Regions from separate parts of the Mus musculus genome. Here all the other regions are linked to region 1. Evidence: chromatin contacts called from public promoter capture Hi-C data. All regions are on one chromosome and are shown on one strand. Each heading gives the region's core, a stretch centred on a gene start, on an enhancer-like site or on the middle of the called end of the contact. The rest is flanking DNA. Distances are from core to core; before and after follow the strand shown.

What was found. Promoter capture Hi-C pulls out the DNA fragments that hold promoters and counts their contacts. Capture Hi-C pulls out chosen DNA fragments and counts their contacts.
Region 2: a contact with region 1 is called in a promoter capture Hi-C map of liver, with 2.5 times the contacts expected there. The contact joins the promoter of Clec7a here to the promoter of BC035044 in region 1. A contact is called at or near these places in 3 of 39 promoter capture datasets (the HPC-7 cell line, cranial neural crest and hippocampal neurons), 1 of 115 datasets of contacts at active chromatin or transcription factors (large pre-B cells) and 2 of 9 other capture datasets (adipose tissue and liver).
Region 3: a promoter capture Hi-C map of liver shows a contact between it and region 1, with 4 times the contacts expected there. The contact joins the enhancer-like site here to the promoter of BC035044 in region 1. A contact is called at or near these places in 7 of 39 promoter capture datasets (the 3T3-L1 cell line, cranial neural crest, hematopoietic stem and progenitor cells and 3 more) and 1 of 9 other capture datasets (adipose tissue).

What each region holds. Positions count from the first base shown.
Region 1 is chr6:128,889,253-128,893,608 of GRCm38.p6, reverse strand. It overlaps BC035044 (cDNA sequence BC035044), which reads left to right and starts at 2,485. Exons shown (of 3, transcript NM_001254946.1): 1 at 2,485-2,792. The coding sequence starts at 2,642. It overlaps Clec2i (C-type lectin domain family 2, member i), which reads right to left. Exons shown (of 6, transcript NM_020257.2): 2 at 711-781.
Region 2 is chr6:129,470,757-129,475,112 of GRCm38.p6, reverse strand. Clec7a (C-type lectin domain family 7, member a) reads left to right here and starts at 2,328. Exons shown (of 5, transcript NM_001309637.2): 1 at 2,328-2,530; 2 at 4,116-4,214. The coding sequence starts at 2,428. The region is part of intron 2 of Gm45969 (a long non-coding RNA gene); the gene reads right to left.
Region 3 is chr6:129,421,048-129,425,403 of GRCm38.p6, reverse strand. Clec9a (C-type lectin domain family 9, member a) reads right to left here. Exons shown (of 7, transcript NM_001205363.1): 6 at 4,242-4,356; 7 at 640-3,178. The coding sequence ends at 3,046. It also overlaps a transcript of Clec12b not described here. Among named protein-coding and RNA genes, the nearest start is that of Clec9a, 14 kb to the right of the region's middle. Within about 2 kb of position 2,198, at least 103 of the 459 cell types and tissues checked have an H3K27ac peak or open chromatin away from gene starts, as enhancers often do. A contact at or near this core is called in adipose tissue and liver, where this site is marked.

The DNA of each region.
Region 1 (4,356 bases), core at 1,236-3,735:
TATGAATATAAGAATGATAATTTTTAAGAATTTCTTAAGGAAAATAAAATAAATTCACCACAAAGCTTTACAATTGCCTATCAGTTCCTGAAAGGCTTCTGCCAACCCTTTTAGAGAAGGCCCTGGTCCACAAAGGATGTCCATGGTAGAAAGAAGTCTAGAGAGGATGGAAACAGAACTTCTGCCAGGGAGACTTCTGATCACTGAACTCAGGGTGAATAATGGAAGAGCAAAAATGGACGGAGTGGAGATCCCAGTGACATGCAAACAACAAAAATCTGGTTTTGGCTCCATAAAAAGCGCCCTGGCTAGAAGGAGTTGTAGAAACACTAGAAAATAAATTGATGTAATTAGATGTATTACAAAATAAGAAAAGAGGAAAAATTAGAAATATCTCAATAAACAACAAAAATATGTGGAAAATGGAAGTGAAAGGAACTTCTTCAACCCTACAAAATTCATCCATTAAAAACAAAGCAGTAAGTCCAACTTCAGTCAGCTGCACTCTCAATGGTGCCATTATGAATGTGTTCCCAGCAATCAGGAGCAAGAGTCAGATGTCTGCTCATTACTCCAGGTAGACTTTTCCCAGGAGGTGCTCGCCAGGACAAAGAAATAGGGTCAGGTGTCTGGAGAATGGCTCAGCTGTTAAGATCTCTTTCAGCTCTTCCAGAGGACTTGAATTGAAGGTAGCTTACAACATTGCACACCTCCAGTTCCAAGGGGTCCATTGCCCTCTTCTGGCTTCTGTACACACTGGGCATTCATGTTATGTACAAACCTGCAGGCAAACAGCCACATACATAAAATGAGTCTCTTAAAGAACGAAAGGAGGTTTATGCTTCTCAGAAACAGGTGAAAGTGTTTCTTTTCACAGATGACAGGGTTCTATCTACATAAAAATCCAAACAAATCTACAAAAGACCGTTGGATGTAAAAAAAAAAAAAAAAAATGAGTTTATAAAACTGCAGGACAGGGTGACAGCATGGTAAAATCAGTTGTATTGTCCTGTCAAGTGGAAATTAATATCTTAGACAGTAATGCCAAAAAAACATAAAATTACAAATCTAAAAATAGGATGTTCATAGTCAGCATAACAAAAACTACATGTAAATATATAAAGAAATAAAAAGGAAAGTTGGCTCAGTGGTTTCGAACATTTGTTGATCTTTCAGAGGACCTGGGTTAAATCTAGAACCAATATAAGAGCTCACAAGCCTCTGTAAATCCATATTCAGGAAGTCTGAGAACTTTCCTAACCTTGGTGGGCACTAGGAATGCACACAATCCATAGATATCTATGCAGGCGAAGCACTCGTACATGTTACATTTTTGAAATAAAGAAAGAAATCAAGGCAGCGCTAAACACATAATGAACTAGAACACTCCATATTGCTCATGTCAACAATTTCTGAACACACATATATGTGTAACATATTCCAGAGATGTAGTTGCCTTCAGAAAAAAAAAAATCATAGCACCAAGTTGTATGAGAAGTAATATGAAAATTAAAAAGAGTCAAAAATTAATAGTCAAAAATTATTCTGAGAATGAAGAGGTCAAAATCAGAAAGATCACAAGGCCTGACCTGATGTCTCATGTTCTCATGGGAACAGGAATGAAAGCCTGGTGCTAGCATCAGAGTAGACACTGAAACAACACAGCAGAAAACAGGACTCCACAATGAGGTCAAACACATGTGGGTGGTCAAGAGACACTTAACAGAGATGAACAGTCTTTAGACAGGGAAAAGATGGCATCACTCCCGTGTGTGCTACTGAAACAACCTTCTATCTGTCTCCTAAAAAAATAAATAAATAAATAAATAGGCATAAATTTCTACAGTCCATTTGTAGACATAGAGATCCAAGCACAAAACTTAATATCATAAAGTCATTTGATTTTTAGAAAAGTAAGGGAATGTTTGTGAACTTGTCTTGGGCAAAATCATCTTCGATTTAAGAGCAAAATCACTGTCTGCATAACAGGATGGTTATACATTGATGTGGATGTCCATGTTGAGGTAGAACTAACAACTTCTTAAGGCTAAATTTTACAGCTTCTACAAAGCTGTTTGTAAGTGTAAAATGTGATATGCTCCCATCCTACCCACATATTCCCATGCTGGAAAGGAATTCAAGTTGCAAGACATCTTTATGTGAATATTTGCAGCAGCTTTAAGGATCCCTGTGAAAATGACACATTTGTGACCATTAAAATATCCCCAAGCTGATGACAAGGTAAACCTCTCAACACAAGAAACAACTTGGAACACATGCCTGTGCTTGCCTTATCTCATGCCACTTTAACAGGCCAAATGTCCCAAGGGCTTCTTCCCCAAAGTGTCCCTAAACTAACCCGAAAGTAAGCTCATGCAAAGGTCAGAGAGCTACAGGAAGTCCCAGTTTCCTTTGTGAAGAGACCCCCAACTGCCACTATTCACTTCCTCCTATCACTTCTCTAGAAGTTTCCTGACAGCTTTTCACAACCTCTTTGCATAGTATTTGCTGGTGAGATTCTTAAAAATTTCTGAACTCAGAGCATGATTCTGTGTAGGCGATGCTATGGGTATGATCCCTCAGCATCTCACCAGCAGTGCATGTTTCTGACACACTACTGATTAGCACTGCACTGTGAGTGATGAGCAGAAGGCATTGCTGTGACAAGCTGAAAGAACTCTTGTGGGACTTCTCTGCTTCATGGACCCATTTTAAGTCATCTGGAAAGGTGACTACTCATGGCTGTGGCGGAGGAGTGGTGAGAGTGTCTGCAGCAGACAACGGGGAAACAGGTAGGGTAGGGGGTCTGTATATATTTTTAAAATGACTGTTTTAGTCTTATTTATTTTACATTTAAGAGTGCTTTGTCAGCTAAATGTAAGAATGTGTGAATGTAATGTATGTATGTATGTATGTAGTGTACTACATGCATGATTACTGTTAGAGGAATTTAGAAAATATATTGGATCCCTGGAATTGGAATTAGGGGTGGGTGTTGAGCCACCATATGTGTGCTGGGAGTGAAACCTCAGTCCTTAGCAAGAGCAATAAATGCTCTCAGTGGTTGAGCCAAGTCTCCAGCCCCTATGTATCTTAATGAAGAACACCTGATTATATGTTTTCAAAATTCACAGAAATGTATACCAAATGAATTAATTTTATTGAGTGCTAATTATAGTTTTTACAGAGTTTTCACTGACTTTAATCCTTGCATTTTGTGCATTTTCGCACACCTAAAATACCAGAAAGCTTCTATTACATTAACAAGGAGGGAAAGGAGCCTTAGGATTAGAAAGAAGGCTTTAAGCACTGAGCTTTTGCATTTTGGATCCACACAGAACTCCCAGCCTTAATTCTTTCTAGTTCTACAGAATATAAAATGATAGCATAATAAATTCGCCTGTGCTCATTTCCAGCCCCAGCACCTCTCAGCCATGTGCTGCTGGGAGCCCTCCTCAGCCCTCCTCACACTCCCTATAGAAAGGAAGTCTTGGGAGATTTCTAAACCCCTTCAGATTGTAAAGGAGTGGTTTGGTTTCATTGTGATTTCAGGTTCTGCACTGTGATTTCAAAAATCTTTCCAAATCGAAGAAAAGAGTGTAAACTCCTGTCTGCTTTTAGCTAACAAACCCCTCTACAACTGATGAACAATGTTGGCCTTTCAGTGCCTGACTAATTTGTCTCAGCATGTCACCCAGGTCCAGCCATGTTGTCACAAAAGACATCCTATCTTACTAGTACATAGTATTCCAGTATATATGGGAGTATGTATCACAGGTTTTCCACACTCATCCACTGATAGATGCTGATGTCTGTTTGGTTGGAGCCTCCGACTTGGCCCATACCCCACACCTCCCACCACCCCAGCCCTGGCACCCAAAGCCCAGTTCCACATTCATGGTAGCTGTAGCAACCTTGTCCCCAGCCTAGGTGACCACGCTGGGACTCAAGCCCAGCTTGTGGCAGACAGGTCATTTTCCTTCACCAACAATCTATAAAAACACCTTCCCTGCCATAGCCTGGGCAGGACTTCCACCTTGTGCCCTGAGACTGGTGACCTTGCCCTGGAACTGTTCTGAAATAAATATGCTTTTCTACTTTTAATTCAGCTCGAGTTGGCTTATTAAGTCATCAGAGAAGCCTACTAGTGTGTTCCATGTGCTGGCTATTGTAAACACACAAGCAAGTAAAAATATCTCTTACCAGGGGCTGTGGGGAGTAGAGACAGAACAGATAATAATTTCTTTAAAGTGATATCAGATCTGGTGTTCAAAGGCACAGTAGGATGAATACTGCTCACAATAACGTACCGTAATTCTAAAGCTAGCCCAAGGGGTTTTGAATATATTCACCATA
Region 2 (4,356 bases), core at 1,079-3,578, 580 kb before region 1:
TAAATAAATAAATAAAAGAAAAAATTCATGTTGAGTAAGAAGATTAATTTCTTAGGAAGTGTAAGTATGACGACTATACATAAGATTCTTAACTCTTAGAAGCAGTTTTTCATTTTTTATGACACTTTTATATGTTTATGTGATGAAATTTAATTCTTTCCATGTCCCATACTCCTCTGTCACCCACTACCTTCCCCCACAGGAGGCTATCATATCAACAACCCCCTCAGACTTTTAAGTCTCTACCCCAAGGGTGACCCAGAATTTAGTTAATTAGCAATGACTGAGGGGAATTTGGCAGGGACTGTTGGCTTGCATTCTCTTGTCTGCGTCTTCTTATGAAATACGGATGTCCTTTTCCTCTAGACACTGAAAGAGGATTTCTCACTCCCTCTCCCTCTCATGTGAAGATCTCATGGCATGGGCCAGGGTCATCTTCCTCTTTGTGTCATTTTCTCAGATGTCAGCATACCTTATTTGGTGGGAGGATTCCTACATCTCACCATGCTGCGTTGCAAAGATTGCATTATTGGATTGAATGTGGATATTGAGATAGGCAGACACAACCCCTCTATGACATATCCAGGAATACTCAGTAAGACTTGTGTGGCAGACTATGTAAGATGAAGGCTCTCACTCGCTGCTGAGTGCTCTATTGTCTCTATCCATATTAGACTTTGAGAGGTACATACTCATTTTCAGATAACAACTGCTCCCATCTTCACCAGTACACCTGGCAGGCCCATAATGGCTTCCAAGTAAATAAGGGCTTTGTTCCTAAGGACTGATGGGTCCAAAAGCCTGAGGTACCTATACAAGTATGCTCGTAGTGCTACCAGTTTCTTAAGTCAGAGCTGAGTTTGTATCCCATGATCAGGGAGAATACTGAGTTTTTGAGATCTTGTCTCAAAAAACAAAACAAAACAGAACAAAACAAAAACATCTTGACAGCAGGTGGTAGGTAAATCCACTCTTACAGCAGATATGTTTGGGATTTGCAATATAGTATCTTTTCTCTGGCATGAGAAGTCCACCACCCTGAACAGTCTCCTCAAGGGCAAACATTCGAGGATGATTGTCCTTGCTCTTCCTCACAGTCTCTGGGAATTGGAGGAGAGTGCATTGTTTCCAGGTGTGCCACTGCCTCAAGTCATAAAGATGAGGAGTTTCTTAGTTTAATAAGTGCCAATTGACAAGTCCTGATGAAGACTCACTCTAGCTATCCCTTTAGTATTGCAGCTTTTTTTTTATTAGCACACTCTAGCCTTGAAAAAGTCTTCAAATTTTGTTTTGTGGACTCTGACTTCCATTCATGGAAAACCTTCTTCTCCAATTCAATCATATCCTTAAACTAAGTCTATTCTCATTTCTTTGATGTTCTCCTTGTTGACTTACAGCAGTAATCAAGTGATGGTTGTTTCAAAACTGTACTTATTTGATCATTTTTTGTTAATCTGAGAATTGCAAGAGAGGAGAGAGAGAGAGAGAGAGAGAGAGAGAGAGAGAGAGAGAATGAGAATTTATTTTTATGTTTCAGGCTATTATATGTATCATAAGAGTCCAGAAGAATGAAGCCAGTGCAACAGTAAGTAATTCCAAGTCTTAAAAACTTAGTAGACTTTGTTCTAGTCCCTTGTTCTAGTTTTGAAATTTCCATCTTCGAGTATCCATGTCTTCTTCTCCTTATTTGAAAATAGTAATGCTAATATGTGCTAAAGCGTAATTCTTAGAGAGGGCGACAGAATGAGAATGCGGGTGTGCTGTGAAGTAACTAAGGCAGAATCATTCCCAGTAAATGTTTGCGCCTATCTATTTCTACTCCATGATAAACCTCCAAGAGAATCATTCGCTTTGTGTCGCTGGAGTGATGTACTTTGGATGCTCAGCTGTGATTCCTCCATCAGGCAATAAATTTCCTTGTGGAGAGCCTTCCGCCAATGCTGCCGACTCCAGGCAGTTATAGAGTATTTACTACAATGGATGGCATGAACACATGAAAGGATGTGGGGATGCAATCAGAGTTCTAACAAGCCAGTGTCGAATTCAAGACACTCAAACTGCTTAAAAGTTTATGTAGGCCATACCAATTAATCGTGTCAGTTTCAATGGGGAGTGTAACCAATGTCTTTTAAGACTGTAGTCAATGGATCAGTCATACAGTTGATCTAAAACGACAGTCATGCATCATACAGCATTTCAGTTTTCTTCAGAAGTTACAGCCTCAGAAACAGGATCTAGAGGAAAAAAGGGAAATTACTCCAACGCGTTTTCATTTCCTGCTTTGGGCACTGGCTTGACTACTTAAGCTGTGCTCCATGAACCTCGCAAAGGGCTGTTTCAGGGTTTGGGTTAGTGAGCCTCATCCTGGCAGTTATTTTATAGTAAAGAACATTCAAGTGCTCTGCCTACCTAGGGCCCTGTGAAGCAATGAAATATCACTCTCATATAGAGAATCTGGATGAAGATGGATATACTCAATTAGACTTCAGCACTCAAGACATCCATAAAAGGCCCAGGGGATCAGAGAAAGGTATCCATTTTCTTTCTGCTAACAGCACCTTTGTTCTCATTAACTGAAATAACAGAAGTAGAGACCTGGAGAGATTCTTGATTTGTAGAACTGCCTACAAAAATATATTTTCATATATGCGTGTGTGTATGATATATATTTGGTATATGTGGTATGTATATGATATGTATATATATATATATACATGTATACACACATATATATGTATGTATGTATATATATGTATATATATATATATATATATGTATATATATATATATATACATGTATACACACACGTGTGTGTGTGTGTGTGTGTGTGTGTATAGTTTTAAAGACTGCTGGAAGTCATCAACGACTTCCACAAATTGCTTTTGGTTTATGGCAGAAAACAGGACTACTCTACTCTACAGTCAGAGGTAGCACTGGTAACATGAGTAAAAGAGAAAGATGAAAGAATTTTAGTAGAGTTGCTTTTTCCTTGTTTTTTAGCAACTTGTGAGGGGGCCAGGAAACAGATAAACGAACAACCTGTACAATCATACAACACAGTATGCTAAAGTCATGGTCCTCTATGCAACCATAGAGGAGTGTGTGGGAAATAAAAATGAATGCATCTTTGGTTAAACCCAAAGAGAAGCCAGGAGTCATGGGGTGTAAATCCCAAATCCGCTATGCTCTTTTGGTAAGAGATTAATTTGGATTTTATAAAACGAGATGTTAGTATGTCAGCTATGGAAAACACAAGCTACATTAAAATGTCTCATTATCAGGAGATAGATATTAAAACGGAAACAAGACAAGAATAAAGGACATTAAAGTCCTAACACGGAGTGAGTGTTTTAGTCTCTTTCAGGGTCACCTATTGGGCAGCTCTATGACTTGGCTTTCTGTTGTTGGTATCATCAGCTTAAAACAAAAATCAGTTCGCTGTTAACTTAAAGGAAGAGATGACTGACGGGTTCTAATGTCAGTTTGTTTTCTTCCGCTTTTTGATGTTCACATTATGCAATTATTTATAACCACTTACACAATCACTCTCTTGTGAAATTTGCTTGGAAAATAGTCTAAAAATTGATTGAGGGAAGGGGCATGGCTTATATGCGTATGCTGCGTAAACTAAAGTGCTCAGTCCCAGCAACAGTATTTGAAGGTACTATTGATCTAATTTCAAAACTTGGAAATAAAAAAAATAAATAAAAACAAAGGCATAGAGAAAATAACTTGTTTAAATCATGCACCATATAAATGACAAGAAAAAGCTATCCTTAGTCATTGGTGCTGTTTCTCCTACAGAAAGCTATTTGCTCTGTGACCAAGTAGGACTTCAGGGAATGGATAGTGTCCAGATCTATAGACTAGCCTGTGAGCCTACAATGGAGGAGTTACAGATGGTATGGCCATGATGCCATGGCTGAAGCAATGGAGGAAGAGGCATCCTGAAGTTGGAGGAAAATGGAGATTTACACTACAATGTTAGATTCTCAAGTCGCTAGAGCCTAGTGTCTGCTGATCCCTTTAGAACCACCCAAATTTCAGGGAACTAAGCTGTTAAAGAGTTCCATCATCTTCCCTCATTTTCTTTCTCATCTCTCTTACTTTCCAGGAAGCCAGGCTCCATCTTCACCTTGGAGGCCCATTGCAGTGGGTTTAGGAATCCTGTGCTTTGTGGTAGTAGTGGTTGCTGCAGTGCTGGGTGCCCTAGGTGAGTATGGGTGAGGGAGGTTGATGCAGTCGTAAACAGTGATTATGCAATTAATTGATGCCAAGAACTCTCTCAAGGGCTTGGCATGCATAACCTCATTTAATCTGTATATTAATTCCATTAAGTTTGTGCTATTAATTTC
Region 3 (4,356 bases), core at 949-3,448, 530 kb before region 1:
TGGATAACATCAGCCGCAGGATGTTTGCATTCAGTTTCCTTGTACTTTTTTTGGGAAGAATTGTCAATGCTTCCCATCCTTTTTCTAAACATAGCCAGATGACAAGCCTTTGAAGAAGCTCAGAGACAAACAGTCTTCACTGTTAAAAATCACCATTGTTCCTCTGTTTTCCAGGATAGTATATTTAGCTACCAGCTGCCAGCTGTGAAAACCAAACAGCCTACAACCTTGACAGTCTGTGGGCTCTTGACTCTCCCAGGATCAGCATAAAATGAAAGAAATTTCTTTTCCCTTTTTTGAGTGTGTGTGTGTGTGTGTGTGTGTGTGTGTGTGTGTGTGTGTGTTGCTTCCACCTTTTAAACCACCTCATCAGTGTAAATAAATAAAAGTAAGACAAAGACATGATCATCTCAATGCTACAGGACCAAGCCACTGAAAAAATGACTTCAAGTCAAAGGAAACCTAGTTTCCTTTAAATAATTTCTGCTACTTCAGTTAATTAGGTTTTATTATCATTACTACCATCATTTTCATTATTGTCATTTATCTAAGTTATGCCTTTTTAATGTAAAGGGAAAGATGGAAATATTGTACCTCTAGGCTTCTTTTTGTCAGAATAAAAGATTAGATACAATCATACTGAATTTATCAAATATTTATTAAGAGCATGTTATGTATGTAGTATGATTTAGAGATGACACATTATAAGTACGGAACATGATAACTATAATTAGCTAATTTTTCTTCTGGTAGATAGCACTCATTTTCATTTACCCTTTCTTATCTAAAGTATCATTTTTTATAGTTTGCATGTAATATTTGGATGGTGTTCTTAAGCAGTATTTTGAAGTGAATTGTATTACAGTTTTATAGCAGGAAGGTTGAGACACAGGCAGTTAGAGGAACTAGGTTGTTCATCTTGTTCATCTTGTCAGCGCAGACTGAGCCGTTTGATCTGTGAGCAATAGGATGGAAGGCTCCACCTACACAATGGGACATGCTGATGTCCATGCTAATCCTTCCCCTACATGAAATTCAAAGAGTACCTTTCCCAGCAGAACTCTGCAGTCTGAAAAGCACCATAGACAGAAAAAGCCCTGGTTCCTTCTGAGGCAGATCAGAGGGACTCAATGACTCTACAGCTTTGGGGCAGAAGTTAAACCCTGTTAAATGTTCATTTTTATGAAGTACTGCTAAGTGCTATTCGAATTGTCATGTACTGGGGTTTTATTAAGTATTTATTGTAAACACACTTTTATTGTCTGTGAACGTGAATTCAAGCTATCAGCCAAGCAGCCTTTTTACTAACATCTGGCCAGACTGCCCTCATGACAGTCCAGCCAGCAGTTTGGGCACTTTACTCTGAAGCCCCTCTAGCTACTGAAGAATACCACCACCCCATGGCTGAAGACATGCTCCAGTTGTGACTGCTCCCACAACTGGAATAGCCTATGGAAAACAGCACTCTAACTAAGCAAGGGAAGCCTTTTGGCAAATTGCCCAAGGCCCAGCCTGTCCTGCAGTTCTCATTTGGGCCAGAGAGGGAGCACTTCCAACCATGAACCTAGGGAAGATCTGTGACTGTAAACAAGAGTCTGTGCTGTGATTGGTGCAAACACAGTCCTTGAAGAGCTACTGTGAAGGTGCAGACACCCGCACTACACCCACTTCTTATCTATTAAATGGGCTGTTTAGTTCAGTTTTAGAGTCAGCCAGGACACCCCCTCCTCTGACACTCCTGATGCTGTAACATTAACACCAATAAAAGACTTCCCGAATGGTCCTTTTTCTCCTCCTTTGCCCTGCATTAGAAGAGTAGCCTGAGCTGCTAACACAAAGAGAAGATGCAGAAGCACAAGATGGGAGCAAAGGCAACCAAGCAGAGCAAGCAGCTCTAGTGGTGACAGCAGTTACCGTGGCAGTCGACAGACAAGAGAACACCTGAAAAATTCCAGAGATGGGTCATGGCAGAAAGGATGGGCAGCAGAAACAGAGAGACTGAGGAATGGTAGAGTTAGAGAAATGAGAGAAGGCAGAAAAGCAAGGCTGAGTAAAGACAGAAGACTGTGGCCAACCAGGAAGGAGAAACACGGGCTTGGAGACCTGGAAGAGTGCCAAGCAGCTGCAGTCTTTGGAACCAAGGATCACAGAAAACCTATGCTGAGAGCTGTAACACTAACAGCCAACAAGGGCTGATGGGAGATTCCTGCATTCTAGACCAGAGGACTGTAATAGTAGTCACTGCAGAGTTAATGCCCCACCACCCTAAAGCCATCCAAGAGCTATAACACTAGTGGGAGCTGCTTGCTGCTACTGACTGCTGTCTGGTATTGCTGCTAAAGGTTAGGGATTGTAAAAGCTGCCAAGACCCAGAGCCAGTAGTGATTAAAACGAAAAGCTATAAGCCTTCAACCTGAGCACTCAGATCCCGGAGCAATAGCCCCCTAGCTCCAAGGGTTAGAAACTGTAAATCTCTATATCTGTGAGGTCATCCCCCAGGCCCTGGGCCTCAGAAGAAGATTAAAAACACTGGAGGTCCCCATTCTGCTCATTTTTACCTAGAGCCAAAGGACCCCTGGCGTATGATTGGTGGTAATACTACAGTTTAGAAATCCATCTCTCTCCTCTCAGTGTGTGATCTTATGATCTATAATTACTGGAAGGTGACCTGAAGAAAATTTTGTCAGTTGTAAGTATAGTAGATAGAATTGTTTACTAAAAGTACAAACCAAGGATTGCATAAAAACTCCCACAAGGACAGCTAGATCTCGGTGTGGTATGGATCGTCACTTTGGACTTTCAAACACACAGGAAATTATTTTCTCTTCTTTGTTCTCACTGAGTCAGATCTTCTGTAGCTCTAAATCAATTTTTTCCTTGGCACAATGGACAAGGTCAACTGAAATCTGCAAAGCGTTACAGACTATTGCCAAGTGTAAATAAAAAATCAAGCTTGCCTTCATAGTCTCACATCAATCTCCTCCTGTGTTTGCTCTTTGGCCTCTTTCAAACACTTGTGTAACAGGTAGCTTTGAGTTGTATCTTTCAGATGCAGGATCCAAATGCCTTCTTCTCACAGATAAAATATTTCCAGCTATCGCACTTATCTGAGATGAGAGTAGAATCTTTGAGGTATCCACAGATCTGGCCGGCTGATCGCTGTCTTTCTGCTGGCAACCTGAAAAAGTAAGGTAACTTCTCAGGTTAGAGGTTAGATGTGAAGATGACAGTGGTATTTGAAAGGGAAACTCTCCAGAGATGCTGTTGGATTTATTTTAGTTTGCTTTAATGTGGTAGCCTTCTGTGGTGGTTTTGTCCTCCTTCAAATAGCATCTATTAAGTTTTACAAAGGATATGTTGATATAATTTGAACAAATAGTTTCTAAAGAAAACCAAGCCATGTTTGCATAAAGGTAGGTGAGAGCCAATGCGTTTCTCTCGGCTCTGTTCTCAACATACTAAGGCACTTGGTTGTACCCATGAAATGCCATTCTCATCTGGAAAGCTCAATATAGAAATCGATCAATAGTTATCACAGTCTTTTTACCAGAAAGTTTTCTCAGCATTAAGTGATACAAAGGACTAACAGTTTATTGGCCATTTAGGCATTTGGATTATGAAAACAACTTTATAAAGGATATGGTAGGAGGGCTGGTAGGAAGATTCAGAAGATGTTCAGGGTAGTTTTATGTTAACTTGACGCAAAGCCTGAAGTCATCTATGAGGAGGAACCTCAATTAAGAAACTACAGGCAGGTCTGTAAGGCCTTTTCTCAGTTAGTGATTGGTGGGTGAGAGCTCAGCTCACTGTGGTGTTATCATTCCTTGGCTGGCAAGTCTGGGTTCATAAGAAAGCAGGCTGAGAAAGTCATGAGGAATAAGCCGGTAAGCCGTATCCCTCTATGGCCTCAGTATCAGTTCCTGCCTCCAGGTTTAAGCCCTGCTTGAGTTCCTGTCCTTACTTCCCTCGGTGATGAACAGCAATGCGGACTTGTAAACAAAATAAACCCACTCCTCCCCAACTTGCTTTTTGGTCACAGTGTTTTATCACAGCAATAGAAAACCTAACTAATAGGGAAGCAATAAAACCAAGTCTTAAGTATACGAGTCACAATTCCAATCAGGAGCCTGTAAAAGTATCAGGCTTCTTTGTCTGCTGGAGAAAACATAAGATACAAAGTAACTTTTAAGTTTTCTTCACATTCCTAGCTTTTCCTTGTAATGTCTCTTTCATAGACTTACAAGTCAGAGAGAGGAGAAGAGCCATCTTCCCAGAACCAAGATCCACTGATTCCATCTTGAAACACTCCCACCCAATATTTATTTCCTCCTTTGAGTTTCCCTATACTGCTGATGA